2 separate regions of the Anas platyrhynchos genome follow, and region 1 is linked to region 2. A link is a contact called in public Hi-C data. All regions are on one chromosome and are shown on one strand. The core of a region is the stretch at or near the end of the contact, and the rest is flanking DNA. Distances in the headings are between cores, read along the strand shown.

What was found. A called contact is a pair of places that touch in the nucleus more often than the background predicts.
Region 1: a Hi-C map of subcutaneous adipose tissue shows a contact between it and region 2, with 5 times the contacts expected there. The contact joins two enhancer-like sites. A contact is called at or near these places in 6 of 8 Hi-C or Micro-C datasets (F1 follicle, F5 follicle, liver and 2 more).

What each region holds. Positions count from the first base shown.
Region 1 is chr16:436,297-443,274 of IASCAAS_PekinDuck_T2T, reverse strand. TTC28 (tetratricopeptide repeat domain 28) reads right to left here. Exons shown (of 25, transcript XR_011803846.1): 13 at 4,801-4,941. Among named protein-coding and RNA genes, the nearest start is that of PITPNB, 29 kb to the left of the region's middle. Within about 2 kb of position 2,229, at least 2 of the 8 cell types and tissues checked have an H3K27ac peak or open chromatin away from gene starts, as enhancers often do. A contact at or near this core is called in subcutaneous adipose tissue, where this site is marked.
Region 2 is chr16:320,174-327,913 of IASCAAS_PekinDuck_T2T, reverse strand. All of the region lies in intron 2 of TTC28 (tetratricopeptide repeat domain 28), which reads right to left. Among named protein-coding and RNA genes, the nearest start is that of TTC28, 15 kb to the right of the region's middle. Within about 2 kb of position 2,708, at least 2 of the 8 cell types and tissues checked have an H3K27ac peak or open chromatin away from gene starts, as enhancers often do. A contact at or near this core is called in subcutaneous adipose tissue, where this site is marked.

The DNA.
Region 1 (6,978 bases), core at 980-3,479, 120 kb before region 2:
TAACAGTAATGGTAGAACATGGTCTGAAGTGCAACTGGAGTCACCACTGGGGCTGTCCAGCAATGAAAACAACAAATCTCATGCGTAGAAGGCCACCCATGAGGGAACACATGTCCCATTGCCCTCACAGTGCCAAATGCATTAAATGAAGGATTCCATATCCAGCTCATGCTCTGATGCTGCTGCACAGATGCACAGAGAAAGTCTCCTTCCATCCCTGGTCTCTGTGAACCACAGAGCTGCTCTGTCTCTCAAGCGTCTTCCAGTGCCATGCACCTGTGCCAATGGACATGACAGGAAAGCAGCTACAGTTTTCTGGATTCGTGACCAACCCCCCACACTTCATCAGGACAGCAGACTGCAACATCTTCTGTTAAGAATCTTTACTCTCAAAAAATACCTTGACTCTGTTCATTAGTTTTACCTCTTGCCTGGATCGATTCTTAGCTATCACCACACGAAATAAACAAAAACAGAAAGCTTTTGCATATGCAGGAAATCAGAACATAACTAAACGTCCAATAGGTAGGTCAACCAATGACACTAATACAGTTGATTGCATATCTGCTGTAGGCATATGTGACTGCACAGTATCTCCTTATACTCATGGAATAGGTCAAATTTCCAGGAAAAGGTAAGGTGAGCAAAACATTCCACTCAAGTGCACACCTTCTACCATTGCCAACCACAGGCCTGAGACATAGCCCTGACGCTTATCAACAGACCGATTTAGAAACTTTCTTTCTCCCCTCCCTTTCTCTCCTCAGCTGCTGCAACCAGTCACTGGACCCAGCTTAACTCATGTCTAAAAAGTATTCACTAAAGAAAAAATGATGCTATCGCCCATGCTTTCCACTAACAAGAGCTTTGTAACTTACAGGCCAACAGGAGTATTAAATGGATGCAAAGAGAAGCCTTGTGTCTAACTGTCCATGCTCTCCTACACAAACGGATGCTGGTGAAAGCACAGGCACACTAAAACTACTCAGCACTGTTGAGAACCTGACGAGGTGACTTGTGCGACACCAAATTTCTTGGCAGCATCAGGATGGATTCAGCACTAAGTCCTCCCCTCTGGATCGCTCTGCCTAGCTTCATTGCAGCAGCTGACTGAGCCAAGCGCGCTGTACAGTGCCCAGCTGTTTCTACACTATATAGCACAGATTTTAAAATCTGATCAAGAAATAGAATAGAAATTGTGCTTTCCCAATCCTGTGCATTTCTAGTGCCCTGACCCCATGTACTTAAAGCACACACCTCTACTATATTCCATCTGATATACCACTGAGGAAGGGCAGGGATACCCCTCCTGCTTATCCAGGATCAAGTGAGCACAAAGAACACTAGTCCAAGCAGAACAGTCCTGGCCTTCCTAAGAAATAGCAATTTGCCAGCAGGTGGCACTCACCAGCCTAGTCGTCGGTGTTAAACATATTTAACAGACTAATTTATTGCAGGGGATACCAGTTTGATTAATCAGCAGAGCCTCCTTCATCTTGCTTGCACAGCCTAGCAGCTCTAGATTTATCCCTTCACCACTCAGACTGTTTTTTATTAGAACAAAACCAAAGGAATATCATAAATCTTCCACATCCTTTGCATGTCTGTGTACACACAGACAGAGAAAAACCATAGGGAGAGGCTGGACAGAGATCTTTTTTAGCAAGCAGAGCAAACCTGGAGCCCTGACCATCTCTCTTTGACCAGTGCAAACAAATAGCTCTCCATGTGGCCTGTCAGGCATCTGAGTCCAGGTGATTTTAATGCAACAAGATGGACACTTTCAGGCAAACACCCCTTCTATGAAGAGCCAGTGCTGCACAGCAGCAGGTCTGAGCATTTCTACCTTGCTGTTGCAGTGTTCCCTCCCCTGATTTCTGGAACAATAGAATTTGGAGTCCCTGCACACTCTGCAGTGCTGCTAATTTATAATCCTTTGTATAAGGCATCCTGGCCTGCAACAAGCAGAGGAAACAGCACAAACTGGGACTCGGGACTGCCTGCATATATCACTGGCAACTCTGTTTCCACCCTTTGTCTTGGAGATAGAGGAACAAAGCAATGATCCCATGAGGTCCTCAGAGAAAGGTGGAAAAAACCCTTGTCATACAAGCCTTGAGCTCAGACTAATTTGGCATGCCACCAGTCTCTCATGGCCTGGCTTTGCTTGCAGAGGATGAATGTGACTACACACAGGCAGGAAGGAGCAGTTCATACTGCAGCCAGCATAGCACTGCTCTTGCCTTGGCACTTGTTAACACTCTGAATGGGTGAAATATTACTCATGGTGAAGCACAGCCATTCTGGAGGGCTGAGAGTCAGACTCACTGTTTTAATGGTCTGACAGTCCTGGGACAAATGGATATCCATCGGGCCTGTCACTTTGCAAGCCTGCCTCAAAAAGTCCTTTCCTAGACATGCAGACCAATACCCACATTCAAGGTCTTGACATACAATACCAAGCTGTGGGAAGCTCTGAAAAAACATTCAAATATCAAGCCCCTGCAGATGCTTTCAAGCACCCACAATTATCTCCAATACCCACCAGTGGTGGTGCATAACCCTCAGGCCACCCAGAACTCTCTGCTTGGGTGGTCTGTACTTGGGCAGCCACAACACTGCCCCCGTATGGTACAGAACCAGGCAGATAAGAAACTCTCTGGCCACTGCTTTCCGAATCTGTCTTCCAAAGGCCTCACACTTTGCCCTTGGCCAGCCAGAATCCCTGCCTTAGCATAGTTTCCAGGAGGATCTGCTCCCTGATCTTGCAAAGCACAGAGGCTGGTTGGGAGACAACAATGTCCTTGTCACAAGTAAATTTGCACCTGAAATTACATTACTCCTTACCTCCTTATTTGCCTTTTACAAACTCCCATTATGATGCATTGTAAAAATAGCCCTCAGGGAAGTATATTTTACACTTAAGCAGTGGCAGGGCTGATTCACATGTTTTCTGCAGGAAGGTAGACAGACTGTGTCCCCCATGATGGTGCAGAGGCCAAAGGAAAGGTGGGGGAGCTATATTCAGGTGATGGCTATGATCACATTTCTTGCTTGAGCAAAAGATGATGAGCAGGGAAGAAATCAGATTTTAATCTGGTCTAAAAGTCCTACAGAGCAGAGAAAACAGAAGCTGTATAAAACATAAGCAACTAGGACTGTGTCAGGATCTCTTGGCATGAACTGGTTAGACAGCTACTGGACAGTACAGAGATCACTGCAGTGTCCCTTCAGCATCCCTTTTTCCTCTGAAGTCCTCTTCTTCTCAGAAGTCCCTTAAGCTAACTGCCAAACCTAGGCATTTTTGCTTTTCAAAGCAGAGCTGCCAAAAAGCATACTACTCTCTGCTTAAAAGCCAGAATCACCGGGTTACCTGATGACAGCAGCCAGAGGGCACCCATCCAAAACCAATGGCTTCATTTCAGTCACCCACTTGTCATCAGAAATGGAGACTGGATGGCTCCGAACAGTCCCAGCATGTCTAGGGCCTCATTTTGACATAGGACCTTAACAGCATGTGCAACTCCTGCGCGTGAAGGAACTCACATTGGCCCCAGGCCATATAAACTCCCCCTTGAGGATCTCCAACATTCAAACACAAGATGTGAACACTGCATTCAGGCCTCACATGAGGAATGCAGGGCCTGCCTTGGCAGCAGGAAAAGGCAAGCTCTTACTCTCAACTGCAAACAGGCCCTACTCCCCTTTCTGCCCTGCACTGCAGAAGCCAAGGCAAACAGAGGCCGTACCTTGATTCACTGCTTGTGAGGCACAACGTTGCCATCTCCTGAAGCATGACAGCAGCAATAACCTACCTCACTGACCTACAGCTACATGAATTTATGCCAGTATTAGCTGGCAGAAGAAAAACTGCACAGAGGCGGAGAGCTGGAGGCCAGAGATGCAAGATGACAATTTGTATTCTTCCTAAATACTCAATTCTGTTGTTTACCCAAAGTCTGAAAGCTCACAGTTCCTTGCTAGAACTCTAGGCCAGTGCATAGAAATGCTGCCTACTCCATTTTCCTTTCTTAATCTTCTTCCTTCCATGTAGGCTTTCATCTGCTTCATTCCTGAAGCTGCAGGACTCTCCCAAGGATAACTCATTGCTGTCCCAAGCTCACTGTGCAACATGCACTGTGCTGCATACTGCTCTCTGCACTGCTAGATTAAGAACCACGCAGTGTAACAATAGGATAGGTAATGCTTTCTACGGTTCCTTTCTAGACTCTGTAGCCTCTCGTTTCATCATCTGTGGGACTGAAGCAGATGTAAGTACTCAAAGGTTTGGGCAAGACTATAGCACCTGCCCTGAGTTTGGGACTCAGCAAACCAAGTACAAAAGAGATGTGGCAGCATCAGCTTTACCACTAGAGCTCCCTGATATTCCCCCATCTGGAGACAAAAGTTGGGCAGGGAGGCCACACACTAGTATCTTGCCTTTCTCTTCATCTCAGTGCAGCTTCTGAAAACATCAGTCATGTTTTCTTCTAGTTCTCCTTCTGATGCTCTTGTGAGGGTGCTTTTAATGAAGTGCTCAAATTCCCCCATTCCTGAGATTCTCCTAACAGCTACAAACCAGTTAATTCACAAGACACCTTAGGTAAGCTCCTAGATCTGTGTTCAGGGAAATGCATTTGGCTCCCAAGAAGCAGAAAGACACATAGATGCTGCATAAATGGCCTCCGTCGTGTTCCTCAGGATTGCATTCATCAACAACATCATCAGCTCTACTCTGAGATCACAGCAAGACATTTCATTCTGCTCACTGATCCCCACAGTACAGCACTGTACTCTCACCTGTTCAGGAGGTTGTTCCTGCTGACCATCCTCAGGAAGCCAGTTGGATCAGTCACTGAGTTCAGCTTGTTATTCATCTCCTCATACTGTTGGTCCATGATATCCCCAGCTTCACTTTCAGTCTCACTGCTAGCACAGGCTCTGCAGAGGGAACAGCAGGTTGAAGGAATAATTGGTGCAGGACAGAACAACAGCTTTGTAACAAATGCTCAACCAGTCTTAGAGAAAATTAATTTCAGACAACCTCAACCAAATGTTAAAGTCAAATTTTCCCTGGATTGCATCTCCTCTCCTGTTAGGCATACAAGATAATAACAGCCCTGTACCTTTCTCTTGCCCTGGGCATTCTTAAGGGTTTAAAGCACTACACACAATGACAGAAATACAGGACCCAAATTCCCATGCCCAGCAAACAGATAAGGACTTGTGAAGCTACTGAACAGAAAAGCTGATGTTTGAAGGAAACACCAACTCAGCCCTTGAATTGCCTAAGAACGTACGCTACTATATCCTTTCCACAAAAAAGACCCAAGCTATGTATGCTCCCTTCACTGGCAAAGCTCAATATACAAAAGACAGCTGTGTTGATGTTCCTATTATACAAACAAGGAAAGATACAAAGAGAAAAAAAATGACTCCATCAGTGACACTAGGACAGCAGCAACAGAGACAAATATAGAGAAATATCTAAATGACCATCTTGTCATAGATTTTCCATCTAAATACTATGGTAACACTTGTTTTTCCTTTGTAAAGGCAGAAAGCAAACAACTATTGTATGTGCATTTTTAACAATCCCTTTCTTTAATTTAATAAATAATTTGCATCTCATATGGTGCATCACAAGCCTTGGAATTTGTACACTTTAGCTAAAGCTGCTGTGCTGCCTGCATCTCACTTATGCTGCCTTTTTTCAGCACAAAGCAAAGGCTGCACTGCAGAACCTAACATTACCACAGCAAATTCCTGATGACACATCCTATGAGAGCATCCCTTCCTCCCAGGAGCAAAAAATGGGAAGATGTGCCACCTTGGTGGTGCAACAGTACCTACAAACATATTTACACCTTTATGGAAGGCAATTGCACTTAAATATCTGCAAAAGCATACAACTACAGTGCACTTCAGCATGCCATGAACTGAGAAGTTGAAGCTAAACAAAAGTTTTCACATGCATGCAGTACATATTCAACTCCTTTTGCTCTTTATTGACAGTCAGAGAACAGCTTCCAGGGACTGCAGGTGACAGTTTCTCCTGGGGGTTTGCCATGCTGGAGTATGGTGGCAATGTGCAATGCTGCAAGGAAGCACTTAATAATACAAGGAAAGTTTCATATCAGAACATGATATTGACCCACACGGAGCAGACAAGATTTGTTTAATAACCTGCATATAATTTTCAAGTGGGGAAAGACCTTCTGCCTGTGATCATACCACACCAGCCCACTGATCTCAGAGACAAACATCAAACCCACAGTCCTTAACCAAGAACATACCACCACCATCCCCATGAAAAGAGGAGGAAGCTGACATCACGGTAAATTAAAGACTCATCCCAAAACCTGAAGACTGAAGGACTCCCTTTGCCAGGAAAAGTCTGTGATGACAAATGGTGACCAGAACTGAAAATAGTATCTGCAAACATAAGGAGTAACCACAGATTTTGGTTGTGTACATGCATATCTAGAGGATAAGATTCAACCACTGGTACCTAGAGATGGATGTAACCTTCTGAAAGTTGAAACCCTGATCCTTTAAAAGAAGGGTAGATGGAACCAATTCAGTCTTGCTTTTTCTTTCTTGTCCTGCCTGTCAGTATTTGCACCTCAGAGGGAGTGACTCTGTTCTTCCAGAAAGAACATGGTCCACATGCATGCACAAGAAAGAACTGGATGAAGTGCCAACATCCAGAACTCATCTGTAAAACCCAGGAAACATGAAGGCTGGAGAGAATAACTTCTGACATTTCCTTTAACAGGAATCACACAGCTCATTTTCAAGCAAGACTTAAAAAATGTATCTCCTAAGGTGTGACAGAAGCCAAGAGAATTTAATGTAAGGCCTGCAAACCACTAGACATCACCACAGACAAGGATAGGCATAAAGTATAGCATTATTTAGTAGCAATAATTTCATGATTATGATCATTCAGATAGCTGTGCTTATGTGCTTGCAGGA
Region 2 (7,740 bases), core at 1,459-3,958:
AGACTCTTCCTTGTGCTGCTCAAATGCTGCTCCATGGGTTGCCTTTCTGTTGGACAGAGCTGTATCACTAATCCACTGAGTCAGTATAAATCCAAGATGCTAAACATCTAACAAAAATAGGACTATCTGCCACATAATAAAACAAAAAAAAATATCCAAGATGCAGTTCGTGATTTGATTAATCACAACAGTAAATAACATAAATATACCAAAAAGTAATGATAAATTGGAATAAAGACCTTAGGGACACTGCAAAGAAAAACAAATCCGTATACATAACATAAATTTTAAAGCAAACCATTCTAGAGAGCTTGTATAAGATATGGGTGATCTGCTTCCATTCCTCTGCATAACCAACACACTTCACAATTTCAGGAAGCCCAATTTATTAGGACTTGCATACCAGCCATATCCAGTTTAAAAAGAAAGAAAACTAAAAACATTATGAACAGCATGCACTTTGCAAAAATATTTATCTTAGATATATGTAAGTGTGAATATATGTATACAACTGAAGTTAGATCTTAGAATCACTACTTTTGAAATATCTAAGTGAGGAGCGCCCCCTGATGTGTGCTTTGTTCATGATAATTCTTCATGATTCCTCAACTGCAGACTAATAGCCACTACGATAATTCTTCAAAAGAAACAAATCCCCAGGGTGAGGGAACTTACTCCTTGCTGAGAAAAAAAATAAGGAATAAACCTCATTTCTAGGAATAAACAAACTGAGGGGAAAAACAAACAAACAAAAAAACACAAACAAACAAAAAACACTGAAGAGCTGAAAGCTGACCAGAAAAGTCATCTGGCAACTCCTCAGGTTTTGAAAAGCTAAGAAAAAGAGGTAACAACACGTGTTAAGGTTTTAGCTTAAAACTACACTGTAAAAAATCCAGCACTTTGTAAGCAGATGAAGACAATCCAAGTTTCTTAAAATTATGTCCACTGGCTCTGAGCCTGACTCTCAATGAGCAGGTAACAAGATATTTTTTCTTAAACGCTACCCTTACAAATCAAGCTTAATTAGAAATCAAGGATGTCAAAAATCCTTTCTACAGTCACAGTGAAAAATTCTGCATTTCCACATTGTATGTTCAGATCTGTGAGGAAGAAAAAGCACTGTACCATTCCTACACTGCAGTATAACTAGTTCTAGCATTCAATTGACACCGGGAGGATAACTGTGCAGTAAAATGCTACTATCTCCCAAAAGAGGACTTTACATTACAGCATTTAGAATGAGTAGAAAAATTGCAACTCAACTCCTTAAAATACAATTTCAAGTTGTTTTCTTCCATATAAAAACAGGTTCCAGAAACTGCAGAGGAATAATGAAAGCCTACAGTAAATGCTCAGATTGTGTTGATTTATAGTATTCTGAGACTCAATTAACATTTTCAAACTCTAACCCAGTTACTTAGAACTACTAAAAAGGGTACACACATTTGCCATTCTATTCAAGAGTATCATCAGAAAACAACACTAAGAACAGGGGGTAGTGGAGAAAGTTGAGACAACTGCAGCTCCTTAATCACAATAAAAAACATACTCTATAAATTCGAACAACCACCCCAACAAGGACATGAAATAAGAAAATGTAAGTAAAAGTGTCTTAATGTACGTAAATAGACAAAGAAACAGAGTATTCTTCCACCACTGTATTAGTGATGCTCACTTTGGTACCTGGTCCACCTTGAGTCCACCAGCAAAAAAAAAAAAAAAAGGATTACTCAAAAAGAAGAAAAGAAGGGGGATGGGAAGAAGGCACAATACGCAGCAATAACAATAACAACAGCAAAAAAACAGCTAACAAGTAAACCTACATAGAATGAGTATACAAGATAAGAACTTATCTGGAGTGTTGTGACCAGTTCTGGGCTCGCCAGTACAAGAAAGAAAGAGTCAGACTAGACCAAGTCCAGCAAAAAGGCCACAAAGATGACTAAGGGATTGGCGTATCGGTCATAGGAGCAGAGGCTGGCACCTCCAGTCGTTTAATCTGGAGAAGGTGCAGTGGAGGAGCACATCTTACTAATTTGTATGAACACCGGACAGGGGGACAACAAAGAAGATGGAACCAGGCTCTTCTCAGTGGTATTCAGTGAATGGACCAGAGACAATGGATACAAACTTTTTTTTTTTTGTGTGTGTGTAAAGGTGGTCAAACACTGGAACAAGTTGCCCAGACAGGTTGTGGAGTCTCCATCCACAGAAATATTCAAAACCCAACTGGACAATTGTCCTGGACAACTTCCTCTAGCCAGACCTGCTTTCAGCAGTGGGGGCTGGACTAGATGATGTCCAGAGTTGCTTTCAGCTTCAATTGTGCTGTGATTCTGTGAGATGGTAAGATAAAAACAAACGCACAAATCTCAGGATAACATAACACATCAAGTTCTAGCAAAGCCAAAAGAATCTGTTAAGCAGTTTTGTGCCTGAAAAAAATGGAATGCATCTTTCTGCAAATTAAAAACAGATTGTAAGCAGGAGGACAGGACTGGAAAGTTCCTTGCTCATCAAATTAAAAACAAGAGGCCTATTCATGAAAAACGTTACATGGTCAAGTCACATTCTTTGCTTAAAAATTTTACACACGACTGAGGGTGGGCATTTTACTTGCAGTTCTTAGAGAAAATCTGAGGTGGTTACAGATTGCTACAGCATGTGGGTAAATTTCTAAAGATATGCAAGCAGTCAGAATTACAAGAGGATGAGCAAATGTCCCTTTTATTTTTAAATAGGCTGGTCACATGATCAACAGCTGGAGTGAGTTAAGAAAATACCCATGCAAGCTATTTTGCTGAATTCCCTTACAGTTACATGACAATATCTAAAATCCTTCTGCATTTCAAATACCCAAAGGCCTCATGGTTCAAAATCCCCTCCTCTTTCTATTCTGCCTTTCAAATTTCTTCTCCATCCGCACATAGAAAGCCACATTCTTAAATGAAGCAGAGGAGGTAGACAAAGACCAGTAAGAGAAACTTGTGCCTGATGAAAAGTGGGAGTCATTACTTTCAGATTGCATACACGTAGTGCATTCATTTTGTGTCAGTTAAATTCTTCAGAGTATTTACCTTTTCTCTAACAGCTGAAGAACAGTTTGACATGAAAAATGCCACTGTTTTGAGAAACAAAGTTTTGATCCATTGCGCAGCTTAAACAGTTGCACGTAATCACAGACCACTGCTGAGACATGTCTTTCAAAAATGTTAGCTAAGTTGGCCCTCTCTCATTCAGCAACCTGTTGTGCCCTTCATGGAACACTAATACTCAAACACCAGTATCTGGGGCTTCAAATAGGATGGTGTTACTAAGTTGTTCAGTCAACATCCTTCTACTCACACAAAACTCAGAAATAAAATCAAGATAACCCTGGGAGTGCTTAAAACCTCCTTCTATTCTTCTTAATTACATATAAAGACATATGCAAATTTATTCTTACTCTGCCACATTTGTCACTTTTTCCTATAGCCTGAGAACTGGAATGATGTAAGAGTTCACTTATTTTCAATAAAGGCAGCTTATTTTTTTCCCCTTTTATGCCCTTTGAATATTAAAGGAAAAAAAACATTGCAGCATTATGTCATATTACTTCCTTTGCTGACACCTTGACACAGATTACCTTAATCAAATGCCCATATATGCCTCTAAGGCTGTGATTTCCCATTACAGATTTTCTTTTTAATCTCTCCTTCCCCAGTTCATCACATGCAGAAAGCACTTCTGCGGTTAGGAAATTCCACAATACTTAGACAAAGCTACAATAACATTTACTATTAAGCTCTGTGCACACTATGGATTTTTGTTTGTTTGTTTTTAAAAGTTAAGTTACAGAATGATTCTTTTGGTATGAATATAATCTAGGCTGTGTGCCTTTGGTGGCTTGCAAAATGCATACTAGACAAGTTTGTTTTCTTTGTTTGGAAAGTTTGGTTTAATGTTGCTATAAGAAGAAAAAAAAAAGCAAACAAAGTTAAATATAACAAATCTTAAAGGCAAAACTGTCCCTGGCAATTACTGTGTGACTCAGACTGTGGAAACGAAGCACTGCCCAAGTACGCAATCAGGACATCTCTGTATTTACTGCTACAAATACAGTCACAGTATGTAAACTTGCAGCACATTCTTAAATGACTATGCTTAAGTATACATCAGATGCCATCTCAAAATGTGAACTGAAAATCATGATTCCAAAAAACAACAGTACACATACATCTCAGCACATGTAACCATACATGATCGGAATCAAGCACAGCTTTGTCACTGACACAAGCAGAAGAGAGCATCCTCAAGCTGCAAGACTGCTGCACCCCCATAATAAGCAAAATTCATTTCAGTATGTGAGATAAGCTAACATCTCTAAACTTGACTCAAGGAAGTATTCAGTCTCAGCTTACACCTGTACATTTGTAAAAACAAACATTCTACCTATTCATCATGAAGATCAAATTAACATTTTAGTTCCAAAGAATAAAAAACCTGTTTTGAAAAGCAACATGCACAATACCCAAAGTCCTGGTCCTCAGAAACATGAGGGAATATCTATACAACTAAGACAAAATGCATTTAAGACACTGTATTTTAATACAACAGCGGAAGTTTTTACTCACTACCTTACAAATATTTTATGTTTTCATCCTAACACAAATTGAAGCACATAATTAGGAGCTCAAGCAATGGATAAGACCAGTGCTGAATCAAGGCTAGTCACTACAAACTGCCTTCTGCAACTGACGATTCTGAGAATGACACAGGAACAAGAACTCTAAATTAACAAGAAGACCTAAATTAACTTGTTCCTTCCCCACCTCAAAATTTTGTACTAACAAATAGCTAATATCCCCCAAAATGAAATCTTATTTCTCATCCATCCTCCACTCGGAATTCCTTGCAATTTTGATACTCTCGTTTGTAAGTTTCCAATACTTTTAAAGTATGGCTAAACTAATGGCGTAATATGCTGTCATAATAAATTCCCACAGACCAAGATTAGATTATTTGAAAACAACATTTCTTCGCATCCATTTTAAATGTCACCTTTCAATTTGTCCAGATGCCTCTTCATTGTTTTATCATAAGAACGAGTTATCCTGTAAAATTTAGGTACTTCACTACAATGTCCTGGACAACCAGCTGTTGACCCTACTTTGAGCAGGGGGAGCTGGTCTAGATGATCTCCAGAGGCCCCTTCCAGCCTCAGCAATGCTGTGATTCTGTAATACTAGAAAGTTTTATTCTCCAAGACGTTGTCATTCCCCACCCCCCCAAAGAAACCCTGAACTCAGAAAATGCTTTATAAAATCTTAGAGAATGTGGATATTGGAACGAGCCTCCCACAGAGGTTATTAAAAACAGCAGCTAGAGGACAGAAGATTTCTTGGAGGAGGTAATGAAAAAAATCCTCCTTTTTTTTCTTTAATATGAAGACAAACTAAACATAAATGTTGCTCTACCAAATAGTAAGTGTTGTATTTAACGTGTCTCTTTTATAAAATAAAGATTCAAGTAATAATACCTGAGAAGTGCAACAGAAAATACTGCATCTTTCATTAAAGAGAGACCACATGTAACAAACACTACTTTACATAGCTGGGTCTATCAGAGTAAATCCAATGAATAGGTTAAGTACATACTATCTGGTGCACTTCACATATTTCAACACAGTCAAGCCCAGACAATGAAATGTGACACACATACTCAGACAACTGTTAGATCTGAAGCATTTTTGATGGGTACAGACCCAGACATTTGGAGTCTAACTGAACTGAATAGGAATGGGATTTGGAAAACTTTACGTTCATTCAAAACCTAGAACACAGATCTTTGCTGATAATTTGTCTTTTTGCCACACACAATGTTGCCACTTCAAATAACAGAAAGAAATTAATCATTCAAACTATTCTTCAAATATTTTGGAAAAAAACATTTTAAGTGTTACTTCAGAATGTGTTCCATGCATCTTTAACATACAGAACATACAAAGCAGCACTGTTATAAACAGAGTACCTTCAAAGAGTCATGCTAGATCACTCAAGCCATGACTCATATTTTTATAAATGCATTCAGTTTGCTATACTTCCAACAACTTCACTACCACAAAAGGTAATCAAAGGCCAACATTTGAAAGCCATACTTAGCCAGGCTTCCCATTGTCTCCAGTTTAGCTTGTCTTACAACAAATAAGAGAACTCTACATAGATGTTGCAATGCCAGTTGCACAAAAGCCAAATAGGAGGTATCTCCAAAACATTAGTGATGGCACAATAAATGTTGGTAATTTGGGGGAGAGGTGGGAAGAGAAGGGGAAAAAGGAGGAAAGGTGACATAGATTGGAAGATCATATGCAAATGTACATATGTCAGGGCTCTCAGATGCAAGGCAGTGAGAACAGCAAGAGAACAAGGGAAGCCCAGAGGCTGGAAAACAGCCACCACAGTGTGCAGAGCTGTGAAGGAAAAGCAGGTCACGAGTGGAAGATGGAAGGTCCTCAGCGGTACAAAATGTTAAGGCACCAAAGGCACTGGGCAACAATTTCATCTCCAAATCTAACTGATCGTTTCTTTTCTGAACAGAAAAGCCTCAATATGGTACAACTAATAGCAATTCTTCTTCCATGTTCCCTACATTATTCAGAAAGAGAATATTACTAACAAATAGCGTGACACTACAGCAACTCACTTAAGAGTCAAATAAGAGATGCAATGGGATCTACAAGCATGCTTCTTTCTGTAAGAGAAAAAAAAAAAAAAAAAAAAAAAGGAATTCTCATGACCAGAAGTAATGCACAAAGACAGGGTATATACATTTAGGCATTCCTTAGGTTTTGGCTGGTCTGGCTCAGAAAGTAGAATCTCCACATATTACTCAGAACAGCCCCCATTTCTGATACCCCCTGCTGTCTACCCTCATTTCTTCACTCAACATTTCTTTCCCTGGAGCAACTCACAGTTCTTCCTATACAATTTGCCCTGTTTTTCCAGCTCACCTATTAAAAAAAAAAAAGTGATACAAGCATTGATAGTATTTAGAGATTTTGAATTAGATTGTGGAATTAACATTTTTTTTAATGAAGCCCACCCAGCTAAACTAGGTCTACACGGATCCTGCAGGTTCAAGAAAGCAAAATATTTCTATTTATAATTGCATTGCATTTTGAACAATTTTTCATATAAGGATAAACAGTTTTAAACAAGTATCTTGCAGAATGTAGACAAAATTATCTCAAAAACAAAAATTGTGTTGCACTTTTAATAGGCTTGTTTGTCTATAGCATACATTAGTAAAAAATAGTCAAGAATCCAAGAAAAGTTTAGTTAGGCAACTAACATTATGCCACGAGTCTTAAGAGACTTTCCAAAGCTAACCCTACAACCCATAGTGGAACAGTTTTTCTTGAGGGTTAGTAAAAATGTACCTTATAGAATTGTTTTTGTTTTCTTATTAGGAGTAGATATTTCAATACATACATATTAGCTATCGTAACACTGAGACCAGCTATTTTTCTATATCTGAAGCATGAATTACTATACATTTGCGACTACTAGTGAAATCCAAATTTTAACAGAATTAGACCCAAATCTAAACCAGTTAAGCCACAGTATGTCTTTAATTAATTTGAGGATAAAAACAGAATAAAACCTAAATCTGTAACACCACCAAGAACCAAGCAGAGACTGTTCAGATGTCAGAGTAACAGAATATATCCCTTATTTTTCATTTACCATATCTAGGATT